Regions from separate parts of the Anser cygnoides genome. Here region 1 is linked to region 2. A link is a contact called in public Hi-C data. All regions are on one chromosome and are shown on one strand. The core of a region is the stretch at or near the end of the contact, and the rest is flanking DNA. Distances in the headings are between cores, read along the strand shown. Region 1 overlaps WDFY2 (WD repeat and FYVE domain containing 2). Region 2 holds the start of WDFY2 (WD repeat and FYVE domain containing 2).

Region 1 (6,234 bases), core at 1,296-3,795, 50 kb before region 2:
CCCCTTCTTCCCAAGACTGTTTCAGACAGAATCAGCAAGAACAGGTCCCTACCTCCTGTCTCTCAACATCCATGTTCCAGACAACGATTCCCCCATCGGCACCACACGAGATGAGCTGCCGAGTGTGGTGAGCATAGGAGAGAGACTGAACTCGGTCACTGGAAAAGAAACAAGACAGTTAGTAATCAACCATTTAAGGCTGGCACAAAAGTAAGCACAAAACGTACAATAAAGCAATATAAATCACTCGTTTGCCTGTATGTTGTGTGTTTTTTGTTTCCCTGTTTTGAATTTTCTTGGTATTCTTTGGATGCAAATTGAAGTCTTTGCAGTCCAGGTGGGACCAGAGCCAGAGCATTGCTCACCTGGGCAGCATCCACAAAAGCAAGGACCTGTCCTGATAACTGGTTTCACTGCTCCTGAGACTGGGAGCTGAGCTGGGAAGCCAGAACAGGGCTGCAACTGCAGGGTCTCGCCCGCTCACATCTGAGTGCCCTGGTAAGGCGGCTTCTCTTCAGAAGCTTAGTAGGTATCTCCCACAGCATCCTCATAGGCAAGCTCAGGAAGTGTGGGACAGATGAATGGACAGTGAGGTGGGCTGAGAACTGGCTGGATGGCAGAGCTCAGAGGGTTGTGCTCAGTTGAAGGTCTCTACATAGTGGTTGCCCCAGGGGGCAGTACTGGGACCAGTCTTCTTCAACTTCTTCATCAATGGCCTAGATGATGGAACCAAGCGCACCCTCAGCAAGTTTGCTGATGACACAGATCTGGGAGGAGTGGCCGATACCCCAGAGGGCTGTGCTGCCATGCAGAGGGACCTTGACAGGCTGGAGAGGAACCTCATGAAGTTCAACAAAGGCAAGAGCAGGGTCCTGCACCTAGGGAGGAATAACCCCAACCACCAGTACAGGCTGGGGGGTGACCTGCTGGAGAGGACCTGGGAGTCCTGGTGGACAGCAGGCTGACCATGAGCCAGCAATGTGCCCTCGTGGCCAAGAAGACCAACGGTGTCCTGGGCTGCATTTGGAAGTGTTGCCAGCAGGTCGAGGGAGATGATCCTCTCCCTCTTCTCAGCCCTGGTGAGGCCACACCTGGAGTGTTGTGTCCACTTCTGGGCTCCCCAGTGGAAGAGGGACATGGAACTACTGGAGCGAGTTCAGAGGAGGGCTGCTTAGGTGATGAGGGGACAGGAGCACCTGTCATGAGGACAGGCTGAGAGAGCTGGGCCTGTTTCTCTTGGAGAAGAGATGGCTGAGAAGGGATCTTATCAATGTCTATAAATATCTGAAGGGAGGATGTCAAGAGGATGGGGCCAGACTGTCTGCAGTGGTGCCAGAGACAGGATAAGAGGCAAGGGGCACGAACTGAAACACAGCAAGTTCCAGCTGAATGGGAGAAAACACATCTTTACTGTGAGGGTGACAGAGCACTGGAACAGGTTGCCCAGAGAGGTTGTGGAGTCTCCTTCTCTGGAGATAATCAAAACTCTCCTGGATGTGATCCTGCGCAATGTGCTCTACGTGACCATGCTCAGCAGAGGAATTGGACCAGATGATCTCCAGAGGTTCCTTCCAGCCTCAACCATTCTGTGATTCTGTGTTTTGGTAACACTCTGCAACATCTAGAAACAAAGCACTAAATAACTGCTGAAGATTTTCTTTTAGCACTAACAAGCATGGAGAGTTTCAAAAATAATACAGGAATTGCTAAACTGTTTCTAAGCCTTCCCAAGCTAAGGTGGATGATTTAGGTGCTTTTGCTTCTTCTTTGAAGAAAAAGCAGCATTTAAGAAACAATATGGTTTAAACCCACAAAGAATTTTTTGATTCTTTCTTCCTTCAGTCTACCTTCACAGTGCTGACCTGCATTAAGTGAAATGTTTCCTGATCCCCATTGTCATTAGGACCAGGTCTCTATACTGCATGGAGCCTGCCAACAGCCATGCTACCCATTAAGATCCAGAGGCTAACTTCGTATCAGAAGAACTTGTTTCCCCAGCAATAAATATAGCAGAAGTGCATTAGCAAGTGCCAGCGTTAGGGTTCAAGAGTGATCTGGGAATTCCCACAAGAACTCCACAGTGCTCCGAAGTCCCAGTGGCCCAACCAAACCACTCAGCAGAGCACAGCATCACTCAAGGGAAATGTATGAATATGTAAGAAGCTGTAAATACTGCCAGACCAAAACCACCATGGGATTTTGCCTCTCCATACCTACCTAACATGTATGCCAGCATTTAAAAGGCTCAGAAGTCATTGCAACAACAGCCATTCTACTTCTAGCCTAATGAACGCCCAGCACAGGCTTACTCTTCTTCAAAGACATCTACTGTACAATGCAAGTGTGAGGTCTGTACGTGCAGAGATGAAGCCTCTTTGCATTACAGAGATGTTGAAAGCCCATATGGGTAAAGCATATTACTTGTAATTCAGGCTGGAGGTAAAGTGAGATGGAAAACACCTGGTTAGCATGGAGTAAAACATAACTAATTGTCCAAGCCTGATGCTCCCTCTAGGGGAACGAAAGAACCTGACACCTAAAAAGCAAGAATTTCCCTGCAGCTGTTTTCATTTGAGGACCCTTCCTTTCCAGCAGAGGTGCACTCTCACATAACACATTCAGGACTGCAGATAATTGTGCTTTCTTTCACTACCCTTTGCAGACTTTTAAAGCAGCCTGTGGGCCCCAAACTGAAAAACTCACTTTAAACAATTTACTCTGGTTGTATATGGACCACAGGGAGTCACACATACAAGCTTGAGGCATGTGAAAACCGTAACCTCTGGGCTGTTTCTGTTTCCAGATGTGGCTTCTGCCTTCAGCTTTTCTCTCATAAAAACAGGAGGAAGGGCTTTGAACGTACTTATGTCCTTGCAGCTCGATGGCTGTTCCTTTTCTTCCTCCAATATCCCACATTATAATGGAATGATCAGAACTGCCTGAGAATAAAACTCGCTGTATTGGGTCCCAACAGAGAGCAGTGACACCGCCTGAAATAAGAGATGCACAGAACAGTCATTTTATTACAGAAGAATGTAGCTAAATATATAGGTACATATTTGAAGATATCACCAAATACACAGATACATATTTAAATATAACACCAAAACCAGAGAGAGAGTGATTAAAAGTGGTCTCTTTAGCAAGGGCCATGCAGCCACTGTACTGCCCATCTGATAAGCAGCAGCCTGGAAATGTTACTGAAGCCCTAACCCTGCTCTTCTGCAGCCAGAGGGCTCAGCTGCTGCTTGCTTGTGTGGATGAACCCACTGAGCAGCAGAGAGCAGCAGAAGGAAAGCCATCATATGATGGTCACAGTGTAACTGCACAGCTTTTCATCTCCACCACTCCCAGGTGACAGATTTTACAGTAAAACAGAAGGAAGTGGGAAATCTACAGAAATCTTCACAGTTTCTTAGTACGGGGATTGAACTGCCTTGTGCTCGAGTTATCAGCATTCAGTCACAGAGGAGGGATACGAAGGGAAGGTGCTGAGGAATGATCGTTTCTTCTGTTTGACAGCAAGTTCACATCCCAGGGCTGCTGTTTTTAAAGCATGATGGAGCACAAGCCCCAGTAGCAAAACCACCACTCAGCTCCTCCAATAAGCACATCTTGGATGTGCATAACCCACCTGGGCAATAATGTGTACCAATATGGGTCTTTCCCCAGGAAGCATCTTTTCCACCCCCAGAGATACTGCAACTTTTGTCCTCACTCTACTTTAATTAGCAGTAACTGATAGGGGTATTTCCTGCACTTTTCAGAAGTCTAATCCCTCTCTTCTTTTCAGCAATAAAGAATAAACTTCCCTGAGCTATAGGGACAGTTTGAGCTCCCTTTCCATGCTATTTACTGTTTCACAGGAGAGTTACATTGCCATGATGCTGAGCACAGATGAAGAACCAAATAGGGTCTCCTCCTCAAGCCTTACCTGTGTGTCCCTTAAATGTTGTAACAAGGCTGCAGGACTCTTGCTCTAGTTTGAGTATGGTTACTTGCCCAGAATGATCACCAACAAACACGTGCCGAGTTTCCACATCGAATCTGATGGACAAATGCTGAGGAATATACATTGTTTGCGCACAATTTTTGTTTAATGCACTGCTTTTCATGACTTGTTAATGCTTTTAACATGAGCGTACTGCAACCTCATGAATAGTGCTCCAGTTTCAAGGAGGTATTCAGGGTGTACTTTTAGATATCAAACTCATAGCTGTTCATATTAATAAAGCAGTCTGAGTAAACCAAATAGCAAGAAAAAAGAGACTTCCTGAAGATATAATAATATAATAAAAACACAAATTATGAAATGCCTTGGAAGTAGCCCTTTGCCACGAACAGAGGAGTCTCATCTTCCCAGGCTCTCTAGCTTAGGTGCTAGAGTCTCATGGTGTTTATTATTCCTCTTTCCTTCCATAAAAGTGTTTAAAATAACTGTTACTTGTTTCCTGCTTCTTTGTTATATTTATGTATACAAATAAAACTTTCATCTTTTTTCCAGACCACTGGCCAGTGTCATAGAAGTCCTCCAGAAGATTATCTCCTTAAACGGTTTTTAATAGCAATTTGGTGGCAATGCTCATGTTGCAAGAGCCAGTCTATGTTTTATAACATATGTGGGGAACTGTCAGTTACATCAGGTGTATCACACACCATATTCTTAACTGAATAAAATCCAGACCCATTCAGCCACTTACTGGAGCCATCTATCTCAACAGATTCTGACCTCTTCATCTGATTTAATTGCACATTTAGATTCCATATTGCATATTAAAGGATCAATTCCTTCACATTGATCAAATGCAGTCAGGACACTGGGGAAAACAACAACAACAAAAACAACCAAACCCAAACATTCCTGGTTCTGCCAAGGTTTTTCAGTATTTGTCAATGGTTGTCATTTCCCTGGCCCTCCACCAGCATGACCCAACGACCCAAATTAAAGTGTCCTCCAAAATTTGCAATCACTTGAACCAGTCTGCTCTCTAGAGAGCTTTAGGAAATGCAGAACAAATTTTTATATCACACTTTCTAAAATATTTATTAATTAATTAAAAATGGAGTTCACACACTATGCCATTTAGATTAGTTTGCCCTTCATTCAACCAGAAGATATAAAGCAAGTGCTTATATTTCCCTTGTTCAGAGTGTAATTTTGAGTCAGTCTCATTTCCCATGAACTAGCAGAACACACATCATCTCTAGCACATATGCTACGGGGCACTAAAAGGTCTGTTTATGCTAACCCCTGATTTCAGCCTAAGAGCTCATACTTTTCTACTTCCCTTTTCATTTGCAATAAAGCTGAATTAATATTTCTTTTATTCTCAGGCAGCTGGGGCAGCTCTAGGTGAATAAGCCACTTGAGTGCCATTTCTGGAGCCATTTATTCTTTAGTTGGCCCAAATTCCCAATGCACAGTGGGCTGTTCCAGAGTGAAAGACAAGTACTCATTATTTCATATTAAAGTCATTTAATTCTTACCATGCATAGACACACACACACTGACCTGATCGCCGACCTACTTTGCTACCATTAATTTTTAGAAAAAAAGAATACACTGCATGTTTGAACGAAGGCCCTGTCCTTACTTATTACAATAGCAGACCACAACAGGTTGCAGATTGCCCATTGTTTTGCTCAGAAATGCTAAGACCTAAATATGCCACCACGTATTAAGGAGACAAAGCAAGGAGAACAGTTAGTGTTGGGTTGTTGTTTTTTTTTTAATCGGCTTTAGATAACGGTTTCTCTTACAAAACACTGAACCTACACAGGGCACAAAAGTCGGAGGACAATTAGGGAAATAAAAAAAGAAAGCTAACAAACAAAAAGGCTGTTTAAGTGCCAAAGAGCTCAGCAAAGGATACTGCAGGCCACAGGCCCCCGCGCTGGTGCGGTACCCTCCCAGGCGCTGGCCGCTCTCTGAACAGTGCCACGTGAAGTGCTTGTCTTGTCCGGTGCTCAGCACCCACTCCATCTCCAGGACGAACAGAATCATTATGACCCTGCTTTGATGAGCTGAAAATTAAGCAAACAGACATAAAATTAAGCAGACAGACATATAATTGCACCGCAAAGAACACGCAGGTAGAAGACCACTGGAAACAGCACCCCTTGCACGCAGCTCTGCCATTCCCTGCTCATCTGCTCGCCCTTCCCTACAGAAGAAGCTCCTGTTCGATAACCCTGTTGACATGAGATACCATGAAAGCCTGTAAGACTCCTCCC
Region 2 (6,468 bases), core at 1,122-3,621:
TTAAAGAAAACTGCAAAGCGATGCCTACTTGTTGCATATGTTAAAAGACTACCAGCAGCTTCAACTTCGATATGCTCAGCTATTAACTAGCAAGCCAACAGAGAATTGCCTTCTCTTTCCAGATGACCTCCCCAGTCCAAAGCACATGCTGGGAACAGCAAGTCCTTCCAGCTAAAGTCCTCTGCAAAAGTTTCAGAGCATCTCTCTCATATGACCAACATATCACAGGCTGGTAAACTCAGCCAAAACTCACTTAATTTCCCCAAGTAAAGAGACAGATAACATCTCCATAACCACCCTTTGCAGTTTCCAGGAATCTCTAAAAGCCCTCCACATTCCAAGGCCATTAAACAACAGCCTCAACACTAACACCAGGAGGCAGGTCCAAACAGGAAGGATCTGCAGAAGCCTGATCATAAGGCACAGGTATTGAGAGTCTGGTAAACGTTTCTCCAACCCCAGGTATCTGGAAGCCTCCAAGTTTGAATTCCAAACTGCTATTCCTTCCAAATAAGTTTTAGTCTCTGAATCTTCTAATTACAATAAAAATGCCAATGCAGATGGAAAATGAAAGGAGAAAGGATCAATCAATATCTTCATGCCTAAAGAAATAAAAGGCAAGATCATAGCTTATAGCACCTCAAATACACCACAAACTGGCCCGTGAGCAAGTAGGTTACCTCGTTAGTGCCTTTATACAGAAAATGACCTGGGAGCCCCCAGACTTAACACAGTACTTCTTGTTTCCTTTGAGCTATCCTGTATCACCTTTAGACACCTAGCAGCAGATTTCTTTCTCCAGCTGCAGCAGCAAGCAGGACATAAATTAGGGTCCTACATTAGCGGCTAGTGCTGGGACAGGAGAGAGGGGGTGCTGCTGTCAAACTAGTAAGTTGCTGAGTGACAAACCTCTGGGCTCCGCTTCACCGCTGTTTTCTTGAACCTAACATCTCAATTATTAGTGAAGCAAACGCATGTCACCAATCCCTTTCTCTACCAAGAAATATTGACTTGCGGCACCCACCTATTCTCACCAATTCATACCTGCTAAAATAGCGGAAGCTAGATACTAATTGTTTTCTGTGGTGGGGGGGAGCGACAGAAGTTGAGAGAGACCCATATGAGAGCAAATTAATTTCAGGAATACGTCTTTACTGATAAAAAGAATTAGCTGAGTAAGCGCTATTCAGTTTCACAACAAGTAAGTGAAAAACATAAAGAAAATTAAATCATGGCCATGTAGCACTTTAAAACTCTGTTTAAAGACGCTTCTACAGTGTACTTGTTTGAAGCAGCTCTTCTCGCTGTGAGCCATGACAACTTACTTGGAGACCATGGCTTAGATGAACTTAAATCATCTTGGATTTACACGGTTCACATGTCTGACAACTAGCTGGAAACTAACGCACAGTGAGGACAACGACAGGATGAAAGAAATACTCACAGTTTTCAGGAAAGCTGACAGAGAAATAAAAACAGACACTGAACAGGATAACGGGTGTCCAAGAGAAATAGTCCCCCCAAAAAACCTGGAGAATCGCGACATATTCACGCGTTTGCCTTTCAAGCAGACAGCTGGGGGCACAGGTTAGGTGCACCTGAGTTGTAAAGAAATTCTGTTTAAAATAATTAAGTATGGATTGTGCAGGAAAACTGAGCTCTGACTTTAAAGGAAGGCACCTTCAGAATTCAGTGTGAAACTTCAGCTGGAAGGCTGCATGAAGCTCAGGCTCTTGCAGGGGAGAGCGGATCGCCTCCGAGCAGCGTCAGCCACGCGTTCACCCCACGCCGCGCAGCTGAAGGGCCCGAAAACCTTCTGCTCCTTGGCAGCTTTACAGCACGGGACTGAACTCCAAGATCTTATCACCGCGATAGGGCATTTTTAAACAACCACCGAGAAACACTTGGGAGAGGGGAAAGGGGAACGAGAACTGCCTTCGCCAGCAGCACCGCAAACCTTCAGGCAAGGTCAGCAAGGATCCCCGCGGCACCCCCAGCACCCTCACCACAGGACCTGAACCACCACCTCCACCACCACCAGCAGGACCAGGACCACCAGGACCACCACCATCACCAGGACCATCAGGATCAGGACCACCAGGACCACCACCAGGGTGGGACCACCACCGCCGCCCTGCAACCCGGCTGCTCCGGGGGAGCCAGCGCCCGGCTGCCCGTTCCCGGTACCTGTCCTCGGAGACGCTGATGACCCCGTCCTCCTTGGGCACGATCGCTGCCATGTTCACCACCTCCTGCGAGCCCTCCACTTTGTTGAGCAGGAGGGGCTTGCGGGTCAGCGCCTTGGGCTGCGGCTCCGCCGCCATGGGCACCGCCGCTGCGGCGAGGGGAGGCTGCGGCGAGGGGAGGCGGCCGCACCGAGGAGGAGGAGGAGGAGAAGGAGAAGGAGGGACTCGGTGCACGGTGCCGGGCTCTGTCGCTCATCCCCCGGGCTCCCCGGGAAGCAGGAACCGAGGAAGCGGCGGCACCGCCCCCGAGCCGGGCCGGGCCGCCCCCCTGGGCCGGGCCGGGCGGTGCGGGGGGCTGAGGGGGGAAATGGCGGCGGGCGGCGTCGCCATCTCGCAGCGCCCCCAGGGGTGTCCCGGCGGCCAGCCTGCCTGAGCGCTGCGGGGAGGATTAACCTCGGGTCTTGCAGGCAGCTGTCAGGAGCCGGGCTGCTAAAGGGAGGCCTTGAGCAGGTAATGGTGGTTAAAAACTGGGTGTAGATGGCTGCTTTCCCGAGCGGGGGTGCGGGTCCGGGTGCCGGAGGGCAGCCCTCCCTGCCCGGTCGCCACACGGTGGCCGGCTGGTTGCAAAGCTCCTCGCTCGCAATACCAAGGCTTGTCTGTATTTAGATTACGAACTCTCTCGTGGTGAATTTCTAAGGGAAATGCAATGGGGCTCCAGCAACTGCTTTTCAGCGAGATTCTGCTTTTTGCTCACTTTTCCTGTTGGGTTCATTGAGGTCCAAGAAGGTCAGGGAACTTACCCAAAGCTCTGTGCTAACGTCAGCAAAACAAACAAACAAACAAACAAACACACGCTTTCTCTTGAAGTGTATGCCAAAGGCAATCTTTCATAATCCGTCTGGAGAACTCCGGAAAACAATTCTAGGTATCTGAACAGTTGTCCTACATCGCAGAAGTGATTTGCAGGCTGGAAAGCGTTACTTCAAGTATAACTTTAAACTTACCCATGGTAAGATGAAGTGCGGCAGTTCTCTGAAAAAAAAAAAAAAAGTCCTTCCCATCAGCAGAGAAATTGAGGAGGCTTATGAGTTTAGCAGATAGGCGTATATTTGTTGTGCAATTTGTGACAAGACTGTCACGTATAGAAGTGAAAACTAAATTCTAGATAGTGTTTAGTAAACTGAACATATTATACTAGACAAACAGGGTCTGGAGGCCTGCAGGACCACAGCAAGGCATTTAAGCTGTACTTCACTGAACTATTTGAAGTTCACAAGTGTACTGTGGAGGGAAATGTCTGGTCAGCAACAGATAATGGCTTGTAGGAAATGCATCTGCAATCTCAAGCTGTTTCCCAGGGGATGTATGATCACATTAGATAACATCCCTTTCTCACAATCCTTAGAAGGGAACTGCTACTAGAGAACTGAAGATGGAAACCAGCCCTCTTACTGCTACAGATGACCCTGCGGTCCTAGGCTAGACCTACAGCTAGACCTACAGCCAGAAAAGCTTGCATTGCTACATGATGTATGAAATATTCTTTGAAGATGCTGATATACTTGACAATTTTCAGAATGGATGTATACCTTAAAATGTCTTTGAAAACTAAAGTCTGAAGAAATCTGGCAAGGGCTGCTGTCTTTGCAGTTTGTTTGCATTCAGGATTTGGCACTATGCACTATTCATAGATAAACATGGTCTGAAAGTATGCTGGAGGCAACATACTGCAGGCTCTAGGGAGACGTAGAATATTTTTTGCCCAGTAGACCTTCAAGGAAGTGAGTAAGGGGGAAATGATTATCTTAACAAGGTATGGTTCACAGGACCCGGAGCTGGTCCTATGCATCCCTCAAATTAGCTGGTGTTTGTTTGTTTGTTTCATCAATTGCCTATTGAGAAATTCTATTTCCCTTGCCTCTCCCTTATCTTTAAACATTCTTGGACACAACACTACTCCTTCAAGATCTAATACACTGCCCTTCTGGAGGAAAACACTAAAAACAGTCCTAAATGGACATTCTCTTTTACTTTCCTGTTTCTAAAAAGGTGCAGAAGATACTCCACTTGGTGGCTATGACATGGTTGTTCAGGTGCACCCATTGAATGCAGGTTTCACAGGCAGCAACAGCCTGGCCGCCAGGGGCATGCATTTGGATCAAAGCCAAATAATGACACTCTGAAATGAAATCTATGCTTTATATAAAGGTCTAATCTTTGGTAATGATTTACCGTTTAAAAAAAAGAAAAGCCCACAATGCAAGAGATGCTCCAGTGGGCTTAGAGTCAGTCAAGATAAAAATCTTAAGGGCTTATTTTAAAGCTTATCTTTAATGGTTACTTCCTCAGCAAGACCAGGAAGGTACTTAAATAATAGAAAATGAAATCCTGAGCTCTGGTACATCACTTTACCAGGTGTCCAAATCTGGGGTCAGTGCTCTCATCTCCCTTATAAGGTAGAGAAATATGCTTGGGAAATTATTGCGCACAAATAATTGTCTTGCTGTGACTGAGAGAAGAAGAGCATTGCTTGAAAAGCTGGGGAAAGGAGAAAGGAAAGCAGAGAAGAAATAAGATTTTACAGTAAGCCAGAAACCTGGAGCTTACTCCTGCATTGTACCCGACAGGCTAAAAGAATGTGGTTGTAATGGTGGAAAAGGCATTGAAATTACCAACAAGATCTGAGTGTTTTCCCAGATCTACCATTCTCACACACAATCCAATCAAAAATGATTCACTTTTTAGCAACGATTTTCTTATAACCACATAAACTAATGGACAAAAAGACTTCAAGCTAGAATAGCTGTAGTCATCAATTTTAATGACTACCTGCAGAAACAAAATTAGGGTAGTTTAGAAAAGTGTTTCCCCATATAATGGGAAAAAATCAAGAAAATAAATCTTACCACTACTTATTAGCAGATATATTTTTTTTCATTTTCTATCAGAGCTTTATGGTAAAATTGCATGGGTTGAAAATATTTCTAGGATGACTCCTTGTAACTGAACTAGAAGCCAAGCAAAGCAAGCATATTCAGTTCTTTTTCAACTTCCATAAAAATGTGATATGCTTGGATTATTTGAACTTTCTTGTAAGAATACATCTGCCATTAGCATGGGTTGAAAAAAAAAAAAACAAACTGAAAAAGGCAACTTTATATCAAATTAATATCGCCTCATCTTTGTTTCTTAGCGTCCTTCCTCCTGCTCTGCATTTTTGGCATGCCACACGGTAAATGAAGCGTTCTCCTCAGCCTTTTTTTCTTGGTATGGGTTGACTTTCACTCCTTTGATTTGGATGGAGTGGATTGAACCGGCCTGCCTGCTAGCAATAAGACTGGTCCATATCTTCTTGGATTGGGTGAGGACAGAATAGCTCTGGGAAAGGGTGCTGCTTTGGATCACTGTGTTCACACACAGCGGAGCCAATTTCCATGCCCTCGTACCACACCAGAGTCTTGGTTACTTTCTCCGGTTCCTCCTCTGCAGTCTTGTGAGCTGGAGCAAATTCAATTCCCGATCTTTGGCACTTTGCTTTAAAAGTTGCTCTCTGGCTCCATCTTCCGTTTTGTCTTGTTTGCTGACTTTTGGTTTTGTTTTCTCATTTCGGTATATCCGAGTGAGATTTTTCTGAGTTTTAGGAACTAATTTTCTCTTGAAAAGTAGGTAATCACTTCTCACATGACAGTTGCAGCAACATGGAGAGGATTTGGACGTGCAGGTGAGCAGGGGGCCCGGGGAGGAGGGACCTGGACCTCTCCCAGCTCTGCTGTCAGCCCTATTTTTGGATACTTGTATCTTCAAGGTTGTTACTTCTTGTTAGAACAAGAGGAGAAATCCCTAGCCCCAAAAGCACAGCAATAGGTACTGCTTTGGCATAAGGGTAACTGTTCTGCAAAACAATTTTTGTGACATGATCTGGCAACGTCGTGACATCTTGCAAACCTTTCAGCTAAAACTGGCAAGCACTGGGGCCACCCAGTAGGAGTGGGACAATTTAATAAATATGTTGGCATCTTTGCGGGTACTAACAAAAACTGTCCTTTTCTAAAGTGCTCAACAATAATTAGAGTAATATTTATATTCCCAAGAACAAGCCTTTCATAAAGAAAAAGCTATTTTATGGTGATTAAAATTTAAGAACTATTTAACTTGTGCCCCTTTGAGCCATTACATAAACCGATTGCAATTGCTCTCCCTCTGCAAGAGGGGGACCAGTGTGGGAGAGAAACTGCACATTGCCCGCGTCGGTGCTTAGATTCAGAAGTGCTCCATTGACAGC

Evidence for each region. A called contact is a pair of places that touch in the nucleus more often than the background predicts.
Region 1: a contact with region 2 is called in a Hi-C map of granulosa cells, with 2.2 times the contacts expected there. The contact joins the enhancer-like site here to the promoter of WDFY2 in region 2. A contact is called at or near these places in 4 of 7 Hi-C or Micro-C datasets (fetal liver, granulosa cells and liver).

What each region holds. Positions count from the first base shown.
Region 1 is chr1:184,171,287-184,177,520 of Taihu_goose_T2T_genome, reverse strand. WDFY2 (WD repeat and FYVE domain containing 2) reads right to left here. Exons shown (of 12, transcript XM_013179669.3): 5 at 5,874-6,024; 6 at 3,935-4,047; 7 at 2,864-2,990; 8 at 53-158. Among named protein-coding and RNA genes, the nearest start is that of DHRS12, 44 kb to the left of the region's middle. Within about 2 kb of position 2,545, at least 1 of the 3 cell types and tissues checked has open chromatin away from gene starts, as enhancers often do.
Region 2 is chr1:184,120,854-184,127,321 of Taihu_goose_T2T_genome, reverse strand. WDFY2 (WD repeat and FYVE domain containing 2) reads right to left here and starts at 2,371. Exons shown (of 12, transcript XM_013179669.3): 1 at 2,188-2,371. The coding sequence starts at 2,324. LOC136789405 (a long non-coding RNA gene) reads left to right here and starts at 2,556. Exons shown (of 2, transcript XR_010828178.1): 1 at 2,556-2,696; 2 at 5,380-6,468.